Linked DNA regions of Sus scrofa: region 2 is linked to region 1. A link is a contact called in public HiChIP or PLAC-seq data. All regions are on one chromosome and are shown on one strand. The core of a region is the stretch at or near the end of the contact, and the rest is flanking DNA. Distances in the headings are between cores, read along the strand shown. Region 1 holds the start of ALDH1L2 (mitochondrial 10-formyltetrahydrofolate dehydrogenase). Region 2 holds the start of TDG (G/T mismatch-specific thymine DNA glycosylase).

Region 1 (6,414 bases), core at 2,039-4,538:
AATCTTTATATTTTATGAATCTCTCTCATCAGAGTTTTGTTTTTTAAGCAACCTGATCATCTATGTCTTTTTTTTTTTTTTTTTTTTCCCTTCCCATTTTTGGCCTGCCTGGCATATATATGGAGTTCCCGGGCCAGGAATCAGATTGGAGCCAGATCAGTTGCAGTTGCAACCTAAGCCACAGCTGTGGCAATGCTGGATTCCTAACCCACAGTGCCAGGGATCGAACCCAAGTCCCAGCACTCCCAAGATGCCACCAATCCCGTCGTGCCACATCCAGAGATCCTATGTCGTTGTTTGTTTGTTTGTTTGGCCTTGCCTGCAGCACATGGAAGTTCCTGGGCCAGGGATCAAACCCTGAAACAGCAGTCACTTGGGCCATGGCAGTGACCTCACTAGATCCTTAACCACTAGGCTACCACGGAACTCCCTCTGTGTCTTTTAATTAAAGCATTTAGTCTGTTTTCATTTACTGCAGTTACTGGCTTAAGTCTAATGTCTTACTAATTTTTGTCTAGTTTTTCCACCTCTTCTGTGTTCCTCTTTCTCTCCTTTCTTGCCTTCTTTTGGATTGATTTTTTAAAATCATTTTATTATCTTGATAGTTTTATATTCTATTAATTTGGTAGTTATACATTGTATTACCATTCTTTCTGTGGTTTGCTAGAGATATTAATATGCATCCTTAACTTATTAAAGTCTAATGTTTAAATTAGTACTTTTATTTTGCTGCAACCTTAGGCAGTGCTGCAACCTTAGAAGCCTTTGACTTCAGCTTTCCTCCCTGAAAATCATATGCCGTTGTCATGTATTTTAATTATATATTTTTTTGAACTCCAAAAAACACTAAAAAATTTTTTTTGTCTTTTTTAGGGCCGCACCTGCAGCATATGGAAGTTCCCAGGCTTAGGAGTCTAATTGGAGCTACAGCTGCTGGCCTACACCACAGCTTGAAGCAATGCCAGATCCTTAACCACTGAGTGTGACCAGGGATTGAACCCACATCCTCATGGATGCTAGTCAGGTTCATGTCCACTGAGCCACAATGGGAACTCCCATAAAACATTATTAGAACTGTTTTAGACAATATTCACTTAAATTTGCCTGCATATTTACCCTCTTCTGTTGCTCTTCATCAGAATTTTCATCTCTGAGCTTCTATCTAGGATTATTTTCTTTCAGCCTAAAGAATATTTCATTCCTCCCAGACCTACACATTTATCCAACAATTTTTATTATTGTTTGTATATTTTAATATATAAATGTATACCTTGTGGATATATATATCTACAAAATTTTATTATTATTACTGTTCAAATGGTTAGTGTTTACTTAAATTCACTCACATATTTGCCTTTTTTGTTGGTCTTTATTCCTTCCTGCATTTCCAGCTTGCAAGTAGGTAATTTTCCTCCTGCTTGAAGGATACTTTAATATTCTCTTTATTGTATGTCTGCTGATGACAAATTCTCTTAAGTTTTTGTTTCTAAAGTTGACTTCATTTTATCTCCATTTTTGTTTTGTCTATACCCATGGCATGTGGAAGTTCCTGGGCCAGGGATTGAACTCATGCTGCAGTTTTGAACTGCACCACAGGTGCAGCAACATCAGATCCTTAACCCACTGCACCACAGGAGAACTTCCTCATTTTCATTTTTGCTGGGAATAGAAGTTTAGACGGGCGGGGATTTTTTTGTTCGTCAAACTCTCTAATTGCATCTGGCCTAACCTCTGATTATCAAGAGAACTACATTTTTGGTTCTTAAAGAAGAAAATCTTCCGACATCAAGGACATCTTGTTAGATCTGGATGAATATAAACTTATTTTCTAAAGTTGAGTTGGAGTATATAATAACGTCACTCAGGAAAAACCGCACTCCTTGCCCACCCTCCCCAGTTTAGAACAAATAAAATGAATACAAATATTTGGAAGTTTAGTAGAAGCAAGAAGTCACAAAATGCAGTCAGGGAGATGGGTTGAATTGTCAAGGAGCAGTTCCCAAGACAAAACCTTGGATGTTTGCAGCAATCCTCCAGGCTTTAAGAATGGTGTTTTTTCTTTCCTTCTTACCTTCTTAAATACATTCATTCATTTGTTCTCTCTCACTCTCTCTGTCTTTTTTCTTTTTATGGCCATACCTGTGGCATACAGAAATTCCCTGGCTAGGGATTGAGTTGGGGCTGCAGCTGCTGGCCCACACCACACCCGCAGCAACACCAGATTCAAGTCACATCTTCGACCTACTCTGCAGCTCGTAGGCAACGTTGGATCTTTAACCCATTGAGCGAGGCCAGGAATTGAACCTGAATCCTCACGGACACTATGTCAGGTTCTTAACCCACTGAGCCACAATGGCAACTCCTGTTTTCTCTTTCAACAAGTATGTTCTAAGCTTTTCTCAGTGGTAGATACTGTACATCCTGATAAATAAGGCATGGACTCACCTGCTATGAGCTTCCTGTAGAGAAGATGACAGAAACATAATTACCAGGAACAGATTCAGGGATGATAAGAAATGCATAGACAAAAATCCTCCTCAGTTCAGAGGAATGAAAACTCACCCTGTGAAAGAAAATGCCATGGAGGTGATGAGGAAAGCATCACAAAAAGTGCCTACAGGAGGCAGCATTTGAGCTATAACTTTAAGAAAAGAGGAATTTGGTCATGCCTAGATGGTAAGCTTTCCTGGGAAGCATAAACCAGGAAGGAAGAGGTAAGTACTACGGTTTGGCTTTATTACACGTGCAAAAGAGCAGCAATAAATCAGAGGAAATACCAAACTTCAAAAGACCTTGAAGGCCAGGCTAAGGAGTTCTGTTTGGGACAAGTGCTCAACTAAAGCATATCTTGAGCGTTCCTTTAGAGAGGTGAAGGGAAAGGACGTCTATCTTCTATCTACCTGTCCATCATCTGTCAGGACCGGCTCTGTGCCAGGCTCTCTGCCTGGAGCTTTGTACGCCGTCTCTCGTTTATCAGACAGGGAGATAGGAATCAGGACCCTCACGTGGTGAAGGTGTCCTCACCCGTTATCTTTCGCATCTCCACGCACGTGCCTGTTGTCCTCTCAAATCTGTGTAAGGACATGGCTTAGGGTGTCAGGCTGGCCTTTAAGGCAGATCCTTTTGTACCTAAGAGGGTGTGAGTAACAGGTAGAAGACTCCGCAGCGAGTGAGTCTGGAACCTAGGCAGCCGCCGGGAGCTCAGCACCGCACGAGCTCGGCTGCGGGCGGCTGGAGCACGCCCCGCCCAGTCGCACGGGATTGGCCGCGTTAGCCCGGCCAGCTGGAGGAGGCGGGGTCCTGGGACTGGCCGAGGCCTTTAGCTGCCAGCGCCTCCGCCCCGGCCTCGGAGGCTGTAGGCCGCTCCCAGGCTAAGGCGCCCCCGTCTGCGTCCTGCACCCCTGCGCCCCCAGCGCGAGCGGTCCTTTGCAGCATGCTGTGGCGGAGCAGCCAAACGCTCCGGCGCTTCTCTACTGGCCGGGTGAGTCCCGCCGGGGCGAGCGTCCTGACTCTTACAGGGGACTGGTTTCCAGACCCCGGGCTGGCGGGTGGGCCGGGCGGCGGGACTAAGGGTGAGCAGCAACGTTTTGACTTTGCTAAAAACCAAGACAACGTTTTTTAAATTGGGAGACTGAAGAGACGGGTCCGAGGAGGTTCTAGGATGGGTCTTGTCAAACGAGCCATTGTCTCCTACGGGGAAGGGGCTGAGGATGTAGTTTTTGAACATCTAAGGTCTGGCTGGGATTGACAGGGTGGAAACAGTCACTTGGCAAGGGGGACCGAGTCGGCTTCCTTTCTGCTTTCATTTCAATCCTGAGAGCCTTGCCTAGTTAAGAAATGGAGCCAAGATTCTGGACCAGGGTCATCCCCTGGAGAAGAGTAGAATCAACTCAGCGGAGTTCTTCCAGGCCTGAGAGGTGTGAGCGCCCCGAACTGGTACGCAGGGCCCATTCAGATAATGGCATTCCGAGCTGGTGGCTGCAATCTCTTCATTCCTGAGCTGCATGCAGCAAGATTTCTAGCATTACCAGGCGCTGCAGAAGCAGCCACCCTGGAACACTAGTAAACTATGGTGCAAGAACTGAGCCCTGGCATAGCCCCGAGCTTTGGAATTGCATCAGCTTCTCCAGAACTGGAATATGAGAGGACACGTTGCTTGCAGCACCGCTGCCTTCAGCACTTCAGGGCAGCCTCAGGAGAGGTGCCTCGCTGCATGAAGGCAGACTCAAGCTGTTTAGGGAAGAAAGAAATCCGTCCCATTGTACATTATCTCTTTTCAGGAAGTGCACATTTGCTGTATTATAAAAGAATTTGCTTTTGACTGTCTCTCTCTGCCAAAGTCATATGCACATGTGTACATATCCAGATGTTAAAAACTTGGAAGCAGAAGTCTTGAGTAGCATCAAGAACTGGCCCAAAATTGCATAAATGGAAAAGCTTTTGTCTTCCAGACAGCCCCAAATAATGAGAATTCATTTTATCCCAGTCACTTCTAGTTAATCTGGAAGTTACTTCTAGTTAAACTGGAGGTATTCATCATTCTTTTTTTAAATAAGGAAAAAGAGACCTACTCTGATGGAGATTTTGTTTGCTCTCCTTTGCCGTGGTCTGGACTCCTTCTTGGCTTTCTCCTGCCACGTGGCATAAGGGAATCTGGGTTGGAAAGTGAGGGGCTTGTGCTTGCCTGTTTTATTAGCTTTCTCTGTCAGGACTGTTCATTTAATTGCCTTTTTTGGAGAGCAGAATGGATTCTTCAAGGATAAAAAGATGTCAATAGTGGGGTTTACATAAGATTTCAGTAATAAAAGGTGAACATCCCAGGTGGCAAATGGCACACACAAAAACACCCATTTGGGGAAGTACTAGGCATGGTCAGTGGTCAGGGGCCTGAGTCTGTCTCCAGGAAAACACGTGGAAGAGCTGTGACATATGGCTGGGAAGAAGGCAGGTTCTTAAATGGCCAAAAGGAAAAACATGGAGTAATAAGTAAAGACTTTGAGATATCTTAGTCCATAGAAAATGGAGATTCATTATTTGGATTGTGCTCTGTAAGATTTGTTCAAAATCAGACATGGCTGGTGGGATTGTAAAATGGTACAGCCACTTTGGAAAACTGACCTTTTTTATCAAGATAAACCTACCACATAACCTAGCAGTTGCCTATGTAGGTATTTACCCGAGAGAAATGAAAACTTTTGTTCACAAAAATACATATTTGTGGATGTTTATAGAAGCTATATTCATAATCACCAACTTTGGACTTCCCATATGGCTCACAACATAAATCACCAACTTAAATGTCTTTCACCTGGTAATAGGATAAGCAGTGTGGTGTATCCATCCATACAATGGAATATTACTCAGAAAAAAAAAAAGGGGGAGTTCCCATCGTGGCTCAGTGGAAATGAATCCAACTGGGAACCACGAGGTTGTGGGTTCAATCCCTGGCCTTGCTCAGTGGGTTAAGGATCCGGCGTTGCCATGAACTGTGGTGTAAGTCGCAGATGCGGCTCGGATCCCGAGTTGCTGTGGCTCTGGCGTAGGCTGGCAGCTACAGTTCTGATTAGACCCCTAGCCTGGGAACCTCCATATGCTGCAGGTGTGGTCCTCAAAAGACAAAAAAAAATGAACTACTGATACATACAATAACATGGATGAAACTCAAATACATATGCTAAGTATAAAAGATAAACTCAAAGGGTTATGTTTTATAGGAGTCCATTTATCAGACATTTTGGAAAGAATAAAACTATGGTGATAGATAAAAAAAAGATCAGTGATTATCAGGGGCTGAGATGGGGGAAGGGGTTGACTGCGGTGGGGCAGGAGGAAATTAAGGGGGGGAAATGTTCTTTATCTTGATTGTAGCAGTGGTTACTGGGGTTTGCCCAAACTCACAGAATTTTACACTGAAATGGTGTGTTTCATTGTATCTTTAAAAAAATTCAAAAATTACACAATGCGTGTTCCTCCTGTGGTGCAGGGGGTTAATGATCTGACACTGCAGCAGCTCAGGTTGCTGCCAAGGCATGGGTTTGATCCGTGGCCCGGGAACTTCCATATGCCAATGTGTGCAGCAGAAAAAAAATAAATAAAAAATAAAAAATTACACAATGCAGAGTTCCTGTCACAGTGCATCAGAAACAAATCTGACTAGGAATCATGAGGTTGCGGGTTCGATCCCTGGCCTCACTCATTGGGTTAAGGATCTGGTATTGCCATGATCTGTGGTGTAGGTCACAGACGCGGCTCAGATCTGGCATTGCTATGGCTGTGGAGTAGGCCGGTGGCAACAGCTCCGATTACACCCCTAGCCTGGGAACCTACATATGCTGCGGGAGCGGCCCTGAAAAGACAAAAGACAAAAAAAAAAAAAGAAAAAGAAAAAATTACACAAGGCTTTTGAGTTTGGTA
Region 2 (6,414 bases), core at 2,523-5,022, 1.0 Mb after region 1:
AGATCTCATGCATTTACCTTCTGGAAGTTCAAGTAAAATGCTCTGTAACTTTTTTTGGCGAACCCACGCTGTGTGGATGCTTCCAGGCCAGAAACAGAACCGCGCCACAGCAGTGACAATGCTGAATCCTTAACCACTAGGCCCCTAGGGAACTCCTGCACTGTAACTTTTGATTGTGGCCACTGGCAGTTTCATGAGATGCTAAGAGCCCCTTCCAGTTAGCATATACACAAGCAAACCCGTGTGGTCACAATAAGTGAGTGGTGAGTGGCTGAAAGAATGCACGGAAGGTCTGTTCTGTTTGTCGCACTGTCAGGAAGGCAATGTCCCACTCTCTCTCCCCCGTGTTTCTTATTACTGCTCTCAGAGTTTCACAGATCTGTCCCATTTCGAGCACTTCACAAAAGTCCAAACTTAAAAATACAAAGATGAAGGAAATTCCATTCACATTACAAAAGGATTCTGAGCTTAAAAAAATAAGTTTCCCAAATGTGGCTTTGTTAGCATCTTTAGGAGTCATTTAAATTTTGAGGTTCAGAAACTGAAAAATCAAAATTTTAGAAATCATGTGGCTGAAGAAAAGGTGAAAAATAAGAGAAAGTGTGTTTTTATTTTACATACAAAATATCATACATATCAATTTTGGAAAAAAAAATCCAGAATCCTGTCTATAACAATATGGATTAATTAATTATAATGATATAGAAATAATTAATCTTTCTAAAATGATCCCTGGCAACTTTTACATGAAGTTAATTAGAACAGAAAGAGAGAAACCTATGGAAAGTGGAGGGTGTAAGATCTGGGGTAAAATCCTGTTTTTGAGCATTCACTTTAGTCTGACCATCTTAACAGCTGGAACAAAGGGAAAGAGGGTGGATGACAACATTCTTAATACTTGGCAGAAGAAAGCGTTACATCTGTACAGAAACTTTCCATGAACTTGAATGCTAGGAAACTAGAGTTCCAGATAATTTAATTTTCTATCTAATAATGGTTAAATGTGCAAGCAGCATGCATCTATTTCAACCTTAGTGTGAAAATATTTCCTTGTTGTGTATGTATTTGGTAACTGCCACTTCATAATTCAGAATTCTGCAACGGTTACAAACAGTAATTTTCTCTGTATGAGAGACAGAAACAGAGAGCACTTGCCCACAGTCATTCCCTCACCATGAAAATAGGGGTGAGAGTCAGTGATTTCCACACATACAGAGAAAGAGCAGAAAGTAAGACAGAACAGACCCAAAGGCATTTTTTCTTTTTTTTTTATAGGGCCCCATGGCATATGAAAGTTCAATCAAAGTCAATAAATTCCAGGACAGACTCCACTTTTGGGGAAAAAAACAGACCCATGTATTTACTTTCCGGCTGTAGGCCTCTCTCCTACTGACTGCAAGTTTTGAACAAATGTTGTAATTTGGCCTCTCACTTGGCTCACCTGGGCCAGAAAACATGATTTCTGTTACAGGAGCTAAAAGTTCTGCTCAGTGTCCTCACTCATCTTGGGCTTTAAATTTCTCTTACAGACATTCGGCCATTTTCCATCTACAATCATTTTTATTAAGATGAATGAAAAGTAAAAATCAGAACTAATAAGCACTTTTTTTTTTTAGGGCCACACCGCATTCGGAAGTTCCCAGGCTAGGGTGTCAAATCGGAGCTGTAGCTGCTTGCCACAGCCACAGCCACGCCAGATCTGAGCTGGGTCTGTGACCTACACCACAGCCACCACAGCGCACGGCAATGCCAGATCCTTTATCTACAGGGGTCAAACCCAAATTCTCATGGATACCAGTTGGACTGTTTCCACAGCACCACAAGGGTAACTCCCTCCAGTCATTTTAAATTTGGCATCACTTTCCATCTTTGGTAAATGTCCTTTTCACACGCTTGAGCTCATTAGACACACACCGGTCGTCTTCTTCCTTTTTCCCTCCCTGGTTAGACTCTAAGTACTTGTTTAGACACTTCAACTATCTTCTCTTTTCCAAAAAAAGTTTATATCCATGAAATGTTTTTCTTTGAATTTGCTGAAATTAAGCTTCTAAAATCAAGTCACTCTGCGCAACATTCCATGCCACTCCTTGATTAGCACAAAGCCAAGGATGACAGAGAACCACTTCCTCAGGATTACCTGGGGTCTGAGTCATTTCAGAATCCCCAAGGATAAACTCCTTAGAGTATTAAGACAGAATTCTCCATATTTTTCAAGGTGAAAGCTTTTCATGTCAAAAAAACAAAAAAAAAGGTCTATAATCCAATGGATTACGATAAAATATAAGTAAGACACTTTTGAGCTAAACATTGTACCAGAGAGAACTATCACCTTACTTTAAGATGCAGAGTAAGGTTTTACAATGAGAACAATCCCCCACCCCACATTCCAGAACCTGCAGGATGGCCGACTAGTCGCCATCATTTTACATAAAGGACTTGAGCATCCACAGATTTTAGTATTCATGAGAATCCAAGAACAAATGTACTTTGGATACCAAGGGATGATGGTAATTTATATGATGGTTGGCTTTACTCCAGTTTTAATTCTTAAGATCATAAAGCTGAGACTGATTTCCACAAGTTCTGGTGAATTTTTTTATTTCTAAAGTTCTTCAGGGAAAGCAGTGGAGTTATTTCGGAATTTGACCCATGTATCTCCTTCCTTAAACTCTAAGACCATCTGTGTTGGTTACTAACGCCCCTTCCACGTAACACCCATTTACAGCGTGTCCGAACTGGATTCTACACACGTCCTAATGACAGACATGCACAGGCTCAGAGAAGTTTAGCGTCTTGCCCAAGTTCAGGGCCCACTAGTCAGAGTATCAGGATAATACTTCATTGGGTCTAATTCCAAGGTAAACCATTTGCTTTCTTTTTAAACACTGTTACCCTATTTAGTTTTTTTCATTTGGCTTCCGTCGGTTCAAATTTCGAAATCTCTGCTTTGCAAAACTCTCCACCTAACATTCCCCAAAGGACATGTTACAAGTAAATTCTTAAGATCGCCCCCAAGACCACTAGAAAACAGACAGTATTAGACGACTTCTGGGGAGGATTCTTCCCAATCCCAGAATTCAAGAGCTGCCGTATGGCGATGTTATCTACCTTGTGTCCCTGACCCAAAACTCTGAAGAAGCCACCGTAAACCCACAATTCTAAAATGACAACTCCTCGAGTGATACGTGAAATCTTTACTGCTTTGTACGACAACAGAGGGTGAAGGGAAATGCAGCCAAAAAAGTAACCGGAAAGAAATAACTAGAGACTGCTTCTTGCTTATTACCACATTTTAAAGCCGACACGATACACAGTAGGCTTTAGGACGGGCCCGGATGCCGGTCAAGCCGCGACAGCCTTCCGGACTAGGAGTGGCCGGAGCAGGCCGGCAGTGCGCACGCGCGGCCCTGGCCTTTGTACTCCAGCCGCGGCCTTAAAGACCCCCTGCGTGCCTGCGTGCGTGCGTGAGTGCGTGCGTGCGTGCGTGCATGCGCCCGCCCGCGGCCAGACCATCGCGAGGGGCGCCGGGGGGAGGGGCGACGCTCCGCCCCGGCCTTACCTGCTCGCGTTCTCTGCTTCCATTCCCTGCTGCAGCTGGCGCACGCGGGTACTCCGGCCAGGCAAGTGAGCGCGTGGCCTCTGAGGTACCACGGCGCACGTACAGCGGTCCAATAACCAGTCTCTTGGACTCGATGGCCGGCAGAACGGGACAGCTCCTAGAGCTCAAGCTCCTCCCCCAAGCTTCCAGTTCCCCCTCCCCCCCAACCCAGACCCACCCTCCGCGCAGGGCTTCCGTCAGCTCTAAGCCAAATCCCACGCCCTGCGCCTATCACGTGATCCAGGGCAGCCCAATCATATTTGCTCCCCTCTCGTTGGTTTTACTCGCCACTTGGCCTTTCGGGAAGGGTGGAGGATGAAAAGTCTGGGAGGGAGTGCTTACGTAGGCTTTGTCCTCCATGACGTTTAGTGTGGGTGGGTGGTGGTGCGCACGAGATGGCACTGTCATCTGTGTGGGCGCTAGGTAGGTGGGGCGATTATCCTTATCAGAATTAGCCAGGCCTTTACAAAAACGTTTTATTCGGATTAAAAACAGCGACTTGCATTATTAGGTGATTACTGTGCTATATGGGAAAACCGAAACTTTGGAATCAGAATTCCTGGGAGTCCTGGAGTTCCCGTCGTGGCGCAGTGGTTAACGAATCCGACTAGGAACCATAAGGTTGCAGGTTCGATCCCTGGCTTGCTCAGTGGGTTAACGATCCGGCGTTGCCGTGAGCTGTGATGTAGGTTGCAGACGCGGCTCGGATCCCGCGTTGCTGTGGCTCTGGTGTAGGCCGGTGGCTACGGCTCCGATTCAGCCCCTAGCCTGGGAACCTCCATATGCCGCGGGAGCGGCCCAAGAAATAGCAACAACAACAAAAAAGACAAAAGACAAAAAAAAAAAAAAACAAAGAAAGAAATATAAAATGTAATGCATTGGAGTTCCCGTTGTGGCTCAGTGGTTAACGAATCCGACTAAGAACCATAAGGTTGCAGGTTCGATCCCTGGCTTGCTCAGTGGGTTAACGATCCGGCGTTGCCGTGAGCTGTGGTGTAGGTTGCAGACGTGTTTCGGTTCCCGCGTTGCTGTGGCTCTGGCGTAGGCCGGCGGCTACAGCTCCGATTCGACCCCTAGCCTGGGAATCGCCATATGCCATGGGAGCGGCCTAAGAAATGGCAAAAACAACAACAACAACAAAAAGTAATGCATTACATAAACCGTCCTCTGCTTTACTTTGGATACGTAAAAATATAAGTTTGAAGTCTATGATGGTAGGTGGTATTCAAGCATCACCTCCTTACAACCCGGATAAACCCCTCTGTTTTATTTACCCATGGCTGTTGCAGCTCGTTTTTCTCAGGTTGTCACTGGCCTTTGTACAAGGACTCCATTAAATAACTCGATGGAAATAGGCTTGTCTGTTCTAGTTTGCATGATGGGATACTTACTGTATTAGTTAGCTTTCCATGGTTTATGCTGTGGTGCCATATAAGTCCATGATCTCTGGTTTACAGCAACTAGAGTTTGTTTCTCCCTCGGTAATAATGCGGTCTGGAAAAGGGTTGAGGCTCTGTGTTGCTTATGCCTTCATTCTAGGATCCAGGAAACGGCTTTCATGAGCAAATACAAAAATATTAATTTGTATTATGAGTTGCTTAAGTGAAAGTTCTAACATTTTTAAACTTTTCAGAACTGTTAGAAATACTCTGTTCATTAGTAGGTATCACTCAGAACCTGATTCATTGTAGATATTCAGTGAATTTTTGTTGAGTGAACGAATTAACAATAGCCCATTCTTTTTGGTTTTGCTAACTGCTCAGGAGCACAGTCTAGAAAAGTTTTATTTTTTTATTTTATTTTATTTTTTTGTGTGATTTTTATCTAACTTTATTTTTTTAAGGATTTTTTTTAACAATTTATTTTTTTCCCACTGTACAGCAAAGGGATCAAGTTATCCTTACATGTATACATTTTTCCCCCACCCTTTGTTCTGTTGCAACATGAGTATCTAGACATAGTTCTCAATGCTACTCAGCAGGATCTCCTTGTAAATCTATTCTAAGTTGTAGAAAAGTTTTAAAGAAACTTCTCCGTCAGCCATACAATGAGACACCAACATCAAATGCTTTCACTGACATGTGGAATCTGAAAAAAGGACAGATTGAACTTCTTTGCAGAACAGATGCTGACTCACAGACATTGAAAAACTTAAGGTCTCCAAAGGAGACAGTTTGGGGGGTGGGGGATGTGCTTGGGTTATGGGATGGAAATCCTGTGAAATTGGATTGTTACGATCATTATACAACTGCAGATGTGATAAATTCATTTGGGTAATAAAAATTTTTTTAAATTATTTAACCGTTGTCAAAAGTATTAAATATCAGAAATTTGTTTTTCATGTATTTTGGGTCATGAATAAAACCTAAAATAAAATTAACTAAATGATCTAACTAAAAAAAAAAAAAAAGAAAGAAACATCTCCAAGGTAGTACTGGATGTATTTTTTTTCTCAGTTTGTATAACAAACCTCTTTTTTAAATTTTGTATTGAAATGTAGTTGATTTACAATGTTGTGCCCTGTATGTATTTTTAAATGATTGAATTAGGTGAGACTATTGTGGAAATTAAGTAGAAGTGAAGGTTACTGGTGGCAAGCTCAAGAAGTAGGAGGCTAGATCCTTGAACAGGAAATCACCTCTGATGCTGGCAAGCATGACCAGCTTCATAGGTGTTTGATCTGTGCAGTTGAATAGGGCCCTACTGAAGCGTTCCTGCTGTGGCACAATGGGATCAGAGGCATCTCTGCAGCACCAGGGAGCAGGTATGATCCCTGGCCCAGCACAGTGGGTCAGAGGATCCAGCGTTGCTGCCTC

What was found. HiChIP or PLAC-seq counts read pairs in DNA pulled down with a chosen protein or histone mark.
Region 2: a contact with region 1 is called in an H3K27ac HiChIP or PLAC-seq map of skeletal muscle, with 4 times the contacts expected there. The contact joins the promoter of TDG here to the promoter of ALDH1L2 in region 1. A contact is called at or near these places in 2 of 2 datasets of contacts at active chromatin or transcription factors (alveolar macrophages and skeletal muscle).

Annotation. Positions count from the first base shown.
Region 1 is chr5:79,489,384-79,495,797 of Sscrofa11.1, forward strand. It overlaps ALDH1L2 (mitochondrial 10-formyltetrahydrofolate dehydrogenase), which reads left to right and starts at 3,289. Exons shown (of 24, transcript XM_001926587.6): 1 at 3,289-3,481. The coding sequence starts at 3,434.
Region 2 is chr5:80,488,523-80,494,936 of Sscrofa11.1, forward strand. TDG (G/T mismatch-specific thymine DNA glycosylase) reads right to left here and starts at 3,773. Exons shown (of 10, transcript XM_021092634.1): 1 at 3,560-3,773. The coding sequence starts at 3,582.